3 separate regions of the Sus scrofa genome follow, and all the other regions are linked to region 2. The links are chromatin contacts, called in public Hi-C and HiChIP or PLAC-seq maps. All regions are on one chromosome and are shown on one strand. The core of a region is the stretch at or near the end of the contact, and the rest is flanking DNA. Distances in the headings are between cores, read along the strand shown.

Evidence for each region. Hi-C and Micro-C count contacts between places; a contact is called where the count stands out from the background. HiChIP or PLAC-seq counts read pairs in DNA pulled down with a chosen protein or histone mark.
Region 1: a Hi-C map of liver shows a contact between it and region 2, with 9 times the contacts expected there. The contact joins the promoter of YES1 here to the promoter of THOC1 in region 2. A contact is called at or near these places in 3 of 5 promoter capture datasets (fetal liver, fetal skeletal muscle and liver), 12 of 47 Hi-C or Micro-C datasets (alveolar macrophages, brain, embryonic fibroblasts and 7 more) and 2 of 2 datasets of contacts at active chromatin or transcription factors (alveolar macrophages and skeletal muscle).
Region 3: a contact with region 2 is called in an H3K27ac HiChIP or PLAC-seq map of skeletal muscle, with 9 times the contacts expected there. The contact joins the promoter of SNRPD1 here to the promoter of THOC1 in region 2. A contact is called at or near these places in 1 of 5 promoter capture datasets (liver), 1 of 47 Hi-C or Micro-C datasets (heart right ventricle) and 1 of 2 datasets of contacts at active chromatin or transcription factors (skeletal muscle).

Annotation. Positions count from the first base shown.
Region 1 is chr6:105,504,735-105,508,384 of Sscrofa11.1, forward strand. YES1 (tyrosine-protein kinase Yes) reads left to right here and starts at 1,350. Exons shown (of 12, transcript XM_021096152.1): 1 at 1,350-1,582.
Region 2 is chr6:106,037,522-106,041,010 of Sscrofa11.1, forward strand. It overlaps THOC1 (THO complex subunit 1), which reads left to right and starts at 1,741. Exons shown (of 20, transcript XM_021096158.1): 1 at 1,741-3,177. The coding sequence starts at 3,001. It overlaps LOC110261178 (a long non-coding RNA gene), which reads right to left and starts at 3,025. Exons shown (of 4, transcript XR_002345053.1): 1 at 2,599-3,025.
Region 3 is chr6:106,796,715-106,799,962 of Sscrofa11.1, forward strand. SNRPD1 (small nuclear ribonucleoprotein Sm D1) reads left to right here and starts at 1,487. Exons shown (of 4, transcript XM_003127854.5): 1 at 1,487-1,644. The coding sequence starts at 1,631.

The DNA of each region.
Region 1 (3,650 bases), core at 100-2,599, 530 kb before region 2:
ATACGAAGAGGAAGTTAATCTGAGTCTGAGAGGGCAGAAGTGATTTTAGCAGAGGATTCAGCCCTTTCAGACACTGAGTGACCCTCAGTTTTTTTTGTTTTTTTTTTTTTTTTGGCTTTTTGCTATTTCTTTGGGCCGCTCCCGCGGCATATGGAGGTTCCCAGGCTAGGGGTCTGATCAGAGCTGCAGCCACCGGCCTACGCCAGAGCCACAGCAATGCGGGATCCGAGCCGCATCTGCAACCTACACCACAGCTCACGGCAACGCCGGATCGTTAAGCCACTGAGCAAGGGCAGGGACCGAACCCGCAACCTCATGGTTCCTAGTCGGATTCGTTAACCACTGCACCACAACGGGAACTCCCTGACCCTCACTTTTAATCTCAGCTTCTTCGGGACCCTCTCCTTTTCTTCTCCATCGGCGACTCACTACAAGGCCAGTAGGAAAAGGTGCTTGGATGCAGGTGAGCAGGATTCCAGTTGGGGCTGCTCCGCGTTCGTCGGGGTGGCAGTCTCAGTTTCCACAACTGTCGAACAGGACAATACCTGTCCAGTTCCTTCGTTGGGATCTTGCCACGATCGCCTAAGAATACGGTCTCCTAAAACAAGCCAAAGCCACCATTACTGGGAGAGTCGCCAACAGAACTCGGCTTGGGTTCCCTCTCTCCGCAAGGCTGGTTCGACCAATAGTCAACAGGAAGCTCCTGGGGCTGGGACAGGATCCCTGGATCGGAAGGAGGCCAGACGCGAACGTTTTTTGGACGGCAGTCAGGACCGTGATGAGGGTGTTAGTAACGCCCCTCTGGCTCACGCGGCTGGCTGAGATTTTACTACCAACGACAAAGGGTGCGGAAGCATAGCGCTGAGGGGCAAGCACCCAACTCACCATTTCCCCCCTCCCCCGTGCCTACCCCGCAAAGACAAAGCCCCCGGCAACTACAGAGAGCCTGGCGAAGATAAGGGGAAACTACGACGGGGTGGAAGCGAACTCCCGCTCCATCTCCCGCCGCAGCCGAGCGGGCGGCCACAAGGTCCGCGGGTGGGGAGGGGGCGCTGTGGTACTGCGCTCCTCGTGGAGAAGCGCCTCCTCCTCACGCCCCCTTAGCCTGCGCCGCCTCGGGAATCCGCCCCGGACCCCGCCGCCATGTTGGGTCGGGAGAAGTAACTCGGACTCGCCGCTGACCCCGACCGCCGGAGGGCGGCCAACAGCCCAGGAGGGGCGCGTGCGGAGGCCGGAAGGCGGGGTCGCTGGAGCTCCGCGCCGCGCGAGTTCCGGTGACCGGTCGGCAGCGCAGGTAGTCCTCGCCCCCGCCCCCGCGCAGGGGGCGGAGCCTGGAGTGAGGGCGGGCCCCGCACGGGGAGGAGGCGGAGCGTGAGGCCGAGGGGTGGGAGAGCCCGGGAATTCCCTCCTCCTGAAGTAGCGAGTCCTCCGCTGGCTGTGCAATCGTTCCTGCCGCCGGGCGCCTGGGACGAGGAGGTGGAGGAGGGAGAGGGCCCCGCGGGCCTCGCCTCCGCCCGCCGCCCCCTCCCCGCCAGCCCTCCCCGCCGTCGCGGCGACTCATGCGAGCGCAGCTGGAGGGCAGGTAAGGACCTTTCGGGGCCCCGCGGGGGGAGGTGGCCGACCCCGGCCCACAGCAGTAGGCCCCGGCGCCCGGAGGCGCCGCTGCTCCCCGCCCCCGCCCGCTCCGAGTCGGGAAGTTGGGGAGAAACTTCTCCCCTCCCCCGGCCCCGCTAGCCCGGCGGGTGTGTCTCCTTCCCGGCGCTACCTGCTTGCCCCCAGCCTGGGTCTCCGCCCCGTCCAGCCCTTCTCCATCCCGCCCTAGTCCGCCCTAAGGTCCTCGCTGCGCTGGGACATCCGCACAAGCGTCTATAAGGTCGTGCGGGCCGTCGGCCAAGGGGGCAGCGAGGTTTATTTTGGCCGAAGTTAGGGGTGAGGGCTGTGGCCTCTTTCCGACCCAGGGGTCGGGGGTCTGCGCGTTGGCGGACGCCGGGTGGCAACTGTGCCGGGAGAGCGGGCGTGGTTGGGGGGAGCGAGTGGGTGAGCCTCTCGCTGCACTTGGTTTGATTGAAAACCGCAACATGTTAAAGTTTTCCTTTGTTTTGGGTTGGGGGTTGGGAAATATGCCGTTCTGCGGGCACTTTTACATTGTTTTGCAGTTCTGCCTCCCATTTGGTTCGGTTCTCTGTCCGCATGTGTTAAAGAAAATTTTGTTTTTAATATGTTTTTCTTTTTGGTAATTGCTTTCCGCTTTTGCTTCATTGGACATGGGGCAGCGTTGTTTTAAGAAGCTCTTCGAAAATCAAGTCCGATGTAGAGACCGCTTTAATTTTTGCTGTGTGGTGGTTGAATTATTTTCTGCTTAATTAAAACAGGCATGGAATGACAATTCATAAATTATTAAAGAAATGAAAAGTTGAGTCTCCATTCGAATAAAACTTTATGTTCATGCCATTATCATGGGAACATACATAGTTTCCACTGGTATGTGTGTTCACATAGATGATTTCACATATACCTATATGTGATTGTAGTATATTCGTGTATTGCAGCTGCAGGATTGCAGTACCAAAGTTATCTTGATAATTCTAGTGTGTTTAAACCATCCTGTTAAATGTTTATAGTTAAATTACATGAGGAGGAAAATATTACTATATATGTACATGTAAGTGTGCATTTAAAGCAAAGAAAGTATGTGGCAAATCTAATATCTTAGCTAGCACAATGGTTGGCACACAGTGGACAGGAAACAACATTTTGAATGGACAGGTAATGGAGTGTCTTGTATTAGAAGCCAAGGATCTTGTATGTGTCACATGATTTTCATATATTGGTCTATATTGTATGTCAGTAAACCATATTTCTGTTTTGTTAATACTCTAGACCCCTGCCATAGCTGACCCTTTAATAAAAGGAAGTTTAATTGTACTTTAATTTTTGGACATTAGCTAAACCTCAGTGGAGATTTTGAATGCTGGTTGAAAATTCATTGGTTCCTAAACTTGGGGAGAAAAAAAAAGACTGCGATCTGATTCCAAGTACAAGACAGTACAGTTCATATCTATGTTTCCAGGATAAAATATGAAAGCGCTCTTAAAATATGTATTCTGCTGTAACCACCATAATGTTATAATAGCTTTAATTTTGCAGTATGCTTTTGCTGACTTCATAAACCACAAAATTGACTCCTTTCTGTTCAACCAAAAGTGAAATTACAGCTTTGACCTATCTTCTGGGATAGGTGGAATTTGTCTTACAGCTGATGTATAATATTAATGTATGGTTCAAGTTTTTTTTTTTTTTAATCAGTAAATCCTCAAATTGAAAAATAATCGTCTATGCAAATCAATCTCCTTCATGTTATGTAACATTAAAAGAATAAATATCCTAAAGGAATAGTAATGACCCATTGTAATGAAATATTACCAACACATGGTGTAAGACTTGTTTATGTAGAGTTGCAATTTGCATCTTTTTAGGCAGTAAATAGTTTATTAATGTGAGTAATTTTTCTTAATATATTTAGCTCTTAACCTAGTGATTCTGTTTAGCATAGATATCATTAGTTCCTATTAGCATTATATTTAAAAAGAGCCTAATATAAAAAAATTTTGGTACTATTTCTTTTTATAAAAAACTTTTAAAGAGAGCGG
Region 2 (3,489 bases), core at 491-2,990:
GACATGGAAAACCCAGAGATCAAAGTATTCTTCAGTGAATCTCTTTTCCTATCACTTTTTCATCTCTCTCTCTCCTCCCCAGCAGACATCTTCCAGAGGAGTCAGCACTACAGCATGGTCTGTAAGCTCTCCCTGCCTGCTCCTCTCCCTCCCTAGTACATCTCTTGCCCACTTAATCCTGTGTTGATGTCCGCTTCTCAATAGACTCAAACTAACTCAATCAAGACTTGCAGAAGCAACCCCAGGTAAGAATTTCTGAATAAATAATTAAGGTGCTTTCAGGAGAAACCAGTATAGGAGAGAAACAGGACAGGAAAGCGAAAGAAACCAAATGATAGGTCAATTTCAATCAAAATTTCTGCCCAACCCTTCAGGGAAGCAGGGCTCACCAAGGCAAGAAGTCACCCATCATTCTATTTCTAACCTTAAATTATGTTCATCTATGATGCTCCAATCAAGATCACCAAACAGAATTTTATCAAGAACACTAGATGATGGTAATGAAATAAAATAATAATACTGCATATATAACCTAATATTATATTTGTGCCTAGCAAATAGTAGGCACTCAACAAATAAGTAATGAATTGTACCATATTTACAATATAAAACGCTTGAAAACTGCCATCACCCTACTTAAAAAGGCAGCACCCACAGATTGTTTTCACGTAATTCCTCTTTTCCCCACAAAATATAAGTCCCAAAACTTACACAAAGTGCCAGCTCTCTTCCATTCTTCTTTTCAGTCCCATTTCTCCTAAGCCAAGAATCTCACTCTTGTTGCTCAACTTTGTCTCTCACACATCAGTTCCCTGTTAATATAATTCTTTCAATCCACTTAAACTACCTACAGAGAGAAAGGGACCTACAGATAGGGCCCAGAACTGGAACCACCAAAAGCCGCAACCCAACATTCTAACACGGCTGACTGGGGAGCCTGGAAAAGGATGTTTCCTTGGCCTGGGCCAGAGGATAAAGACCACAACAAAAGCAGACCAAGCTGCCCCTTGGTCGTCTTCTAGATCTCACCACTCCAATGGAAACTTGAATCCAGTGGACACACCAGAAGAGGAAGAAAGATGTGCTTAGAATCCATTTAAACATCCTTCCTAGAATTTCCCATGGAGGGTGTTTCCTAACAGCAAGGCATTCCCTGGCCCCTTTTACCTCGCTAGCGTAGGAGGAAAAAAGAGGTGCTCAGGAAATTTGAGTTTACATGTTATTGGATGTCTGCTCTTTGATGTTATTATTACATACTTCTTAAAAATATATATATTATTGACAATAAGATCCTTACCCTTATCTAATTATAAGGAAATGACTTATGAGGCCCATGGCTTGGGGAAGATTCATGGGTTAAGATTTGAGAAAAATACAGACTTTGGGCTTAAAGCTAGGGGTTCAAATCCCAAATTCAGCTTTCTCTAGCTATGTGATCTAGGTCAGAGGAGCCTATTTCCTCAAAGTGTTAACCATGTACAACGTTGTTGTAACTAGTAAAAATAATGCAGAAAAAGTGTCTGGCTGATAGGAGATACTCAATAAAACTTGGGCATTTCTTATGATGGTCTAACAGTGTGAAGCATACAAAAATTAATCTCTTATAGAGCTATTATGCAAATTACTCCTAATCAAAACTGTATACTGCAGTTTTTCATTTATGTTGGCCAGCACTCCTCAAAAAGGCAATTAAGCTGTATTACCTGGTCCATTCAATCATTTGTTCATTGATTACTCAAACAGATACTGTCCACTGTGTACAAAGTGCCCAACAGATGTGTGAATAAACCATTGTGTGACTAGGCTTTGACAGATGGATCAATAAACTCAAACTCTTCCTGTTTGGATTTTTGTAAAAAATAATTTTATTTATCTCTTAACTCTTAGTTACCTCCAGACAGTTAACAATCATCTATAATATACTAATCCTATTACATCAGCTACCTATTAAATTGCTTAGTCGCAGTTTATTTCGGCAATTTGGAAATTTAAGTTATACAACGGAACCTGAATGATTGATTCTGTTGATTCTAAAAAAAAAAAAAAATTTGCAACGCTCCGGGTAGCCATCAGTGTTCACAATTCCCACATTAGGGAGAAGATTATGCCAAGCTATCTTTTTGTTAGCATTCTGTATTCCCGCTGGAGTCAACGAAGGAAACGAGGTAAAGCTCGCCTAGCTTTACACCCATATGGAGGGAGACAAGAGCTGGTGTAAAGTTCCTTGTGTTTGGGTCAGCGTTTCTTTTCCCACTACAAAATTCCAACTGAATAAATTCCGGCCACTTGGCTTCTCATTGGCCAAGCAAGAGGGGACAAGGGAGCAAACTGCCGGGAAGCCAAGGTTTTGCAACCGCTGCCTTAATCCCCAACGCGGTGCCACCGGTTATCCAATCAGCGCCGAGTACCACATTCCTCCCCGAGGTTCCTCCTCCAGTAGAGACCTCTACGTAACAGCAAAGTCAGCTAATCCCCAAATATTCCTAATAATACTTACATTGCTACACAAGCCACACTTGCATTCATTATTTCACTCAAGCTCCTCAACGACCCAAGAATAGGGGTACTGTTTGTATTTCTCAGGAGAGGGGACTGCACCTGAGCTACAGATCCCAGGAGCTCCAGGGCCGATACGCAAATCCCGAGCTGTAACCACGCCTTCGAGAAGAACTGCGATCTGGCGGCTCAGGACCACTGCCGACACTTCCTCAGCCTGAAGCTTTCCGGGATAACCCACTTGCCTTGGATTCTCAGGCAGTAGTTACCCTCCCTCGCGGCCCACTGAGCCGATAACCTGACGCATTCACCCATCCTCCCCAAACCTGGAAAACCACTGTCAAGTGTGCGTCCTTGCCAGCAACGCGCAGCTCTTACAAGACGAGGCCTCGAATCTGCCGTCACTCTAAGGGTCACCCACGAACCCGGATCAAGCACTGAGTGGCCGACTCAGGCTTCCCACGCCCGCCCGACCGCGGTCACCACAATTGTTCCCATTAACAAATGGGCCCAGCCCTGAACGTAGAGGCCGCTCTATCCTCTCACGGAGCCAGCCCTCTCGTTGCTCCTTACCTGACGTCATCGTCAGGCGCCGCGGCGCGGTGGCGGGCACGCGCAGCCGAGAAGATGTCGCCGACGCCGCCGCTTTTCAGTTTGCCCGAAGCGCGGACGCGGTTTACGGTGAGCTGAAGGCAGGAGGGTGTAGCTCTGGCCCTGCGCTAATTTTTGCCCCCCTCTTTGTGAAATTACTGGAATTTTGCTCTGGGGGTAAAGCGGGGACAGAGGCGTGTGCTCCGCGGCGACGTGCTCCCGGCCCTGCCGTGCCCTGGGAAGTGGGAAAGGCGCATTACCTGCCTCTTCCGCGCGTCTTCTGTGGTCCGCCTCCACCTTCCCTCCCGCGGTTACCCGGACCCCCCTTTTGAGCGCCTTTGGGCCCTGCGTGACCACCCGCAGACCACACCTGTTCAGGTTCAGTTCCTCTGGAGTGCTCGT
Region 3 (3,248 bases), core at 237-2,736, 760 kb after region 2:
AGGGTAAGCCAAGAAGCACTCCAGCATGTAATGGCTCAGGAGACAATGAGGCAGCCTAAGGAGACCTAGAAAGAGTCATTAGTGAGATTGAATTAAAACCAGGCATACTTGGCATCCTGGAAGCCAAGAAAGGAGCATGTTTCAAAGGAGAGTGTCTGTTTTGAATGCTGCTGAGATGCTGAGTAAGAGGAAGACAGAAGTTTGTATTGGGTTTTTGATCACCATTAGAAAAGCAATCTCAGTGTATTTGAAGATCGAATTACAAGGCAATAAAAACAAGTTATAGACAGCTCATTTAAGGAGGTTTTCTGTGGAAGAAATCTGGTGGGAGCTAGAGCTGCATGAGAGGAGAATTTTTTTTTTTTAAGACCTCACCTGCAGCAAATGGAAGCTTGAATCAGAGCTGCAGCTGAGGCCTACACTACAGCTACGGCAACACTGGATCTGAGCTGCATCTGTGAACTACGCTGCAGCTTGTGGCAACACTGGAGCCGTAACCCACTGAATGAGGCCAGGGATAGATCCCACATCCTCATGAATACTAGTCAGGTTCTTACCCTGCCGAGTTCCCACAACTGGCACTACAAAATTTTTTCTTTCTTCCTTTCCTTTTTTTCTTTTTCCATTTTTGGCCATCTCCGAGGCATATGGAGTTCCCAGACCAGGAATCAGATCCAACCTACAGTTGGAACCCACACTACAGCCAGCTGTAGCAATGCAGGGCTGGACATCAAACCCGCGTCCTGGAGCTGCAGAGATGCTGCCCAATCCTGTTGCGCCACAGTGGGAACTCGTTGCTTGTTTGTTTTTTAGATAAATTTATATGTTGATAGAAAAAATCAGTAGAGAAGGAGGAATTGATGATTCAAATTAGAAGGGGATCATTGAAGGAGTGAAATTCTTGAGGAAATGAGATGGGATCCAGACTACAACCAAGAGGAATTTGCTTTCCAAAGGAGCAATAATACTTCTATCGTTGTCACAGAAAGGGAAGCAGAAGGATGGCTTCTGTTTTCTAAAAGTAGGATACGTTAGAGAGTGATTTGGGAGAAGAACTGTAAAAGGTTTGAGATAAAGAGAAGAAAGAAGGTATGAAATACTTTGTGAGCTTATTAGAGAAGCATAACGATCTCTGGGCAGTGCAAGGGACACTTTTGAGGTTTGTGACCAGAATTTAAAGTGAAAATAATCAGTTAAATTGTATGATTTTCTTCAGCACATTAAGTAACGCTGAGATACCTGGTGGTGGAGCATAATCCTTTGGGATTCTCCAATTATTTCCTTTCATTCACGAGAAAATTTGGTGCTACATAATACCCGGAGCCTTGTTATGCTCGCTAATAGGATTTAATTTCCTGAAATACTCTCTCTTACAGGAAGTTTCCTCCTGGATCGGCCCTAAACGCCCTTAACAGTTGCAAGGCACACCTCCTGCCGCCAGAGGCCGCACTGGCGCTACTCGCGGCCGGAAGGGAGAGTGGCCCAAGCGCAGCCTCGGCGTTTCCGCCGTGAGTGCGCAGGGATCCGCGCGCTCTTTACGTCGATCCCCGGGAGTAAGCGTTTCCGGTCATTCATTCTCCCTGCGGGTCGGCCTCTGCGGTGGGGTTTTGTGTACTATCGGACCGAGAGGATGAAGCTCGTGAGGTGAGGAGGTGACCGAGCAGGGTGGGTACTATGAGGGGATGTCCTGGACCGGGAGCGGGGGGGTTGAGCTGCCCGAGATGCAGGAGGCGCGAAAGCCGCGTGCGCGCGCGGCCTGCTAACGGCCTTCGGCGCCCGCCGCTCCCGCCCCATCTTGGTCGCGTCGCCGCGGGCACTCGACCAGGCTTCAGACTGGGTCGCCCAGGGATCTGCGGGTCTTCCGAGAGGTTGAAGGCCGGGCGGTGTTTTCCCATCAGGTGTCTTAGAGGCCTTAAAAGTACAGAGCCAGGCTTACAAGCTCTTACTTTCGGTGAGTTACAGACTTCCGTTTCTGTTAGAACGTTTCTGGCTCGTCTCAGCACTCAGGAACCGGCAAATTTAACTAGGTCCACGCTTCCTGAGAACGTGGGAGACATAAAAATTGTACATCCTGCACAAGTAGTTTAAATTAATGCATATTTTTTAATGAAACTACCGTCACACTTAAAAGAGTACTTAGAAGCTGCAGGGGTTTATCTGGAGATAATGAAATCCAATTCCGAAGTATTTTAAATCAGGGATCAGGGATGGACTTCTGATTTCCTGAGGTTTTTTTTTTTTTTAATAGTGTTTTTTTTCCCTCTTGTTGTTATTCCCTAGCCTTAAGATTATTCAACTTACATTTCCCTTTAAAATAGCCCTTTGATTTAGGAAAAAACCTCTCAATATGGGGTAGAATCACTCTTCCGTACTTTTTGGCTGATTACACAGATAATCGAGATTTATTCTGTTTATTTCTGTATTTAAATTTGGTCGATTAGTTGAGCCTGCTGAAGACTCGTTTACTGGTTGAGCTAATTCATCACAAAAACTACCTGCAAATAGATTGAGTTCTGATGTTTCTCCTTGAGGCTGAGAGCCTGGAACATAGAAGCAGAGGCTTTTACAACTCAGCCGGCAGTTATAAACTAGCTTAACTAGTTTATTGTCTGTTGAGTCAAGAATTGTCAATGTCGACCAAATAGTTAAGCACATGGAGTTCTTGGACCAGGGAACACATCCTAGCTGCATTTGCAACCTACTCGGCAACTGCAGCAATGCTGGACTGTGCCGGTGGGGATTGAACTGGGGATCGAACCTGCATCCCAGTGCTCCAGAGACGCCAAGAATCCCAGTTGTGCTACAGCAGTAGCCCACCCCCCCCTTAAAGAGTCCTATGTTGTAGTAGCGTTCGTTTTGCAGAGAAGATAGACAAGAAGATAGTTTGAGATAACATAAAGAATCCTCATTGTCATATTCAGGCTGGTGTTTGTAGAGAAGGCATTTAAGATTGACTTTTTGTCTATTTTTTTCCCTTCCAGTTTTATTGAGATGTAACTGGCTTTCAGCATTGTGTAACTTTAAGGTATATAACATAATGATTTTTTTTGGCCGTGCCAAAGGCATGTGGAAGTTCCCAGGCCAGGTATCGAACCTGTGCCATAGCAGCAACCCAAGGCTGCAATGACAACACTGGATTCTTTCTTTATTGACCAGCTGCACCACGAGGGAACTCCCACAGCATAATGATTTGATTTACGTACATCATAAAGAGTGTAGTGAACATCCATCATCTCATGTAGATATAA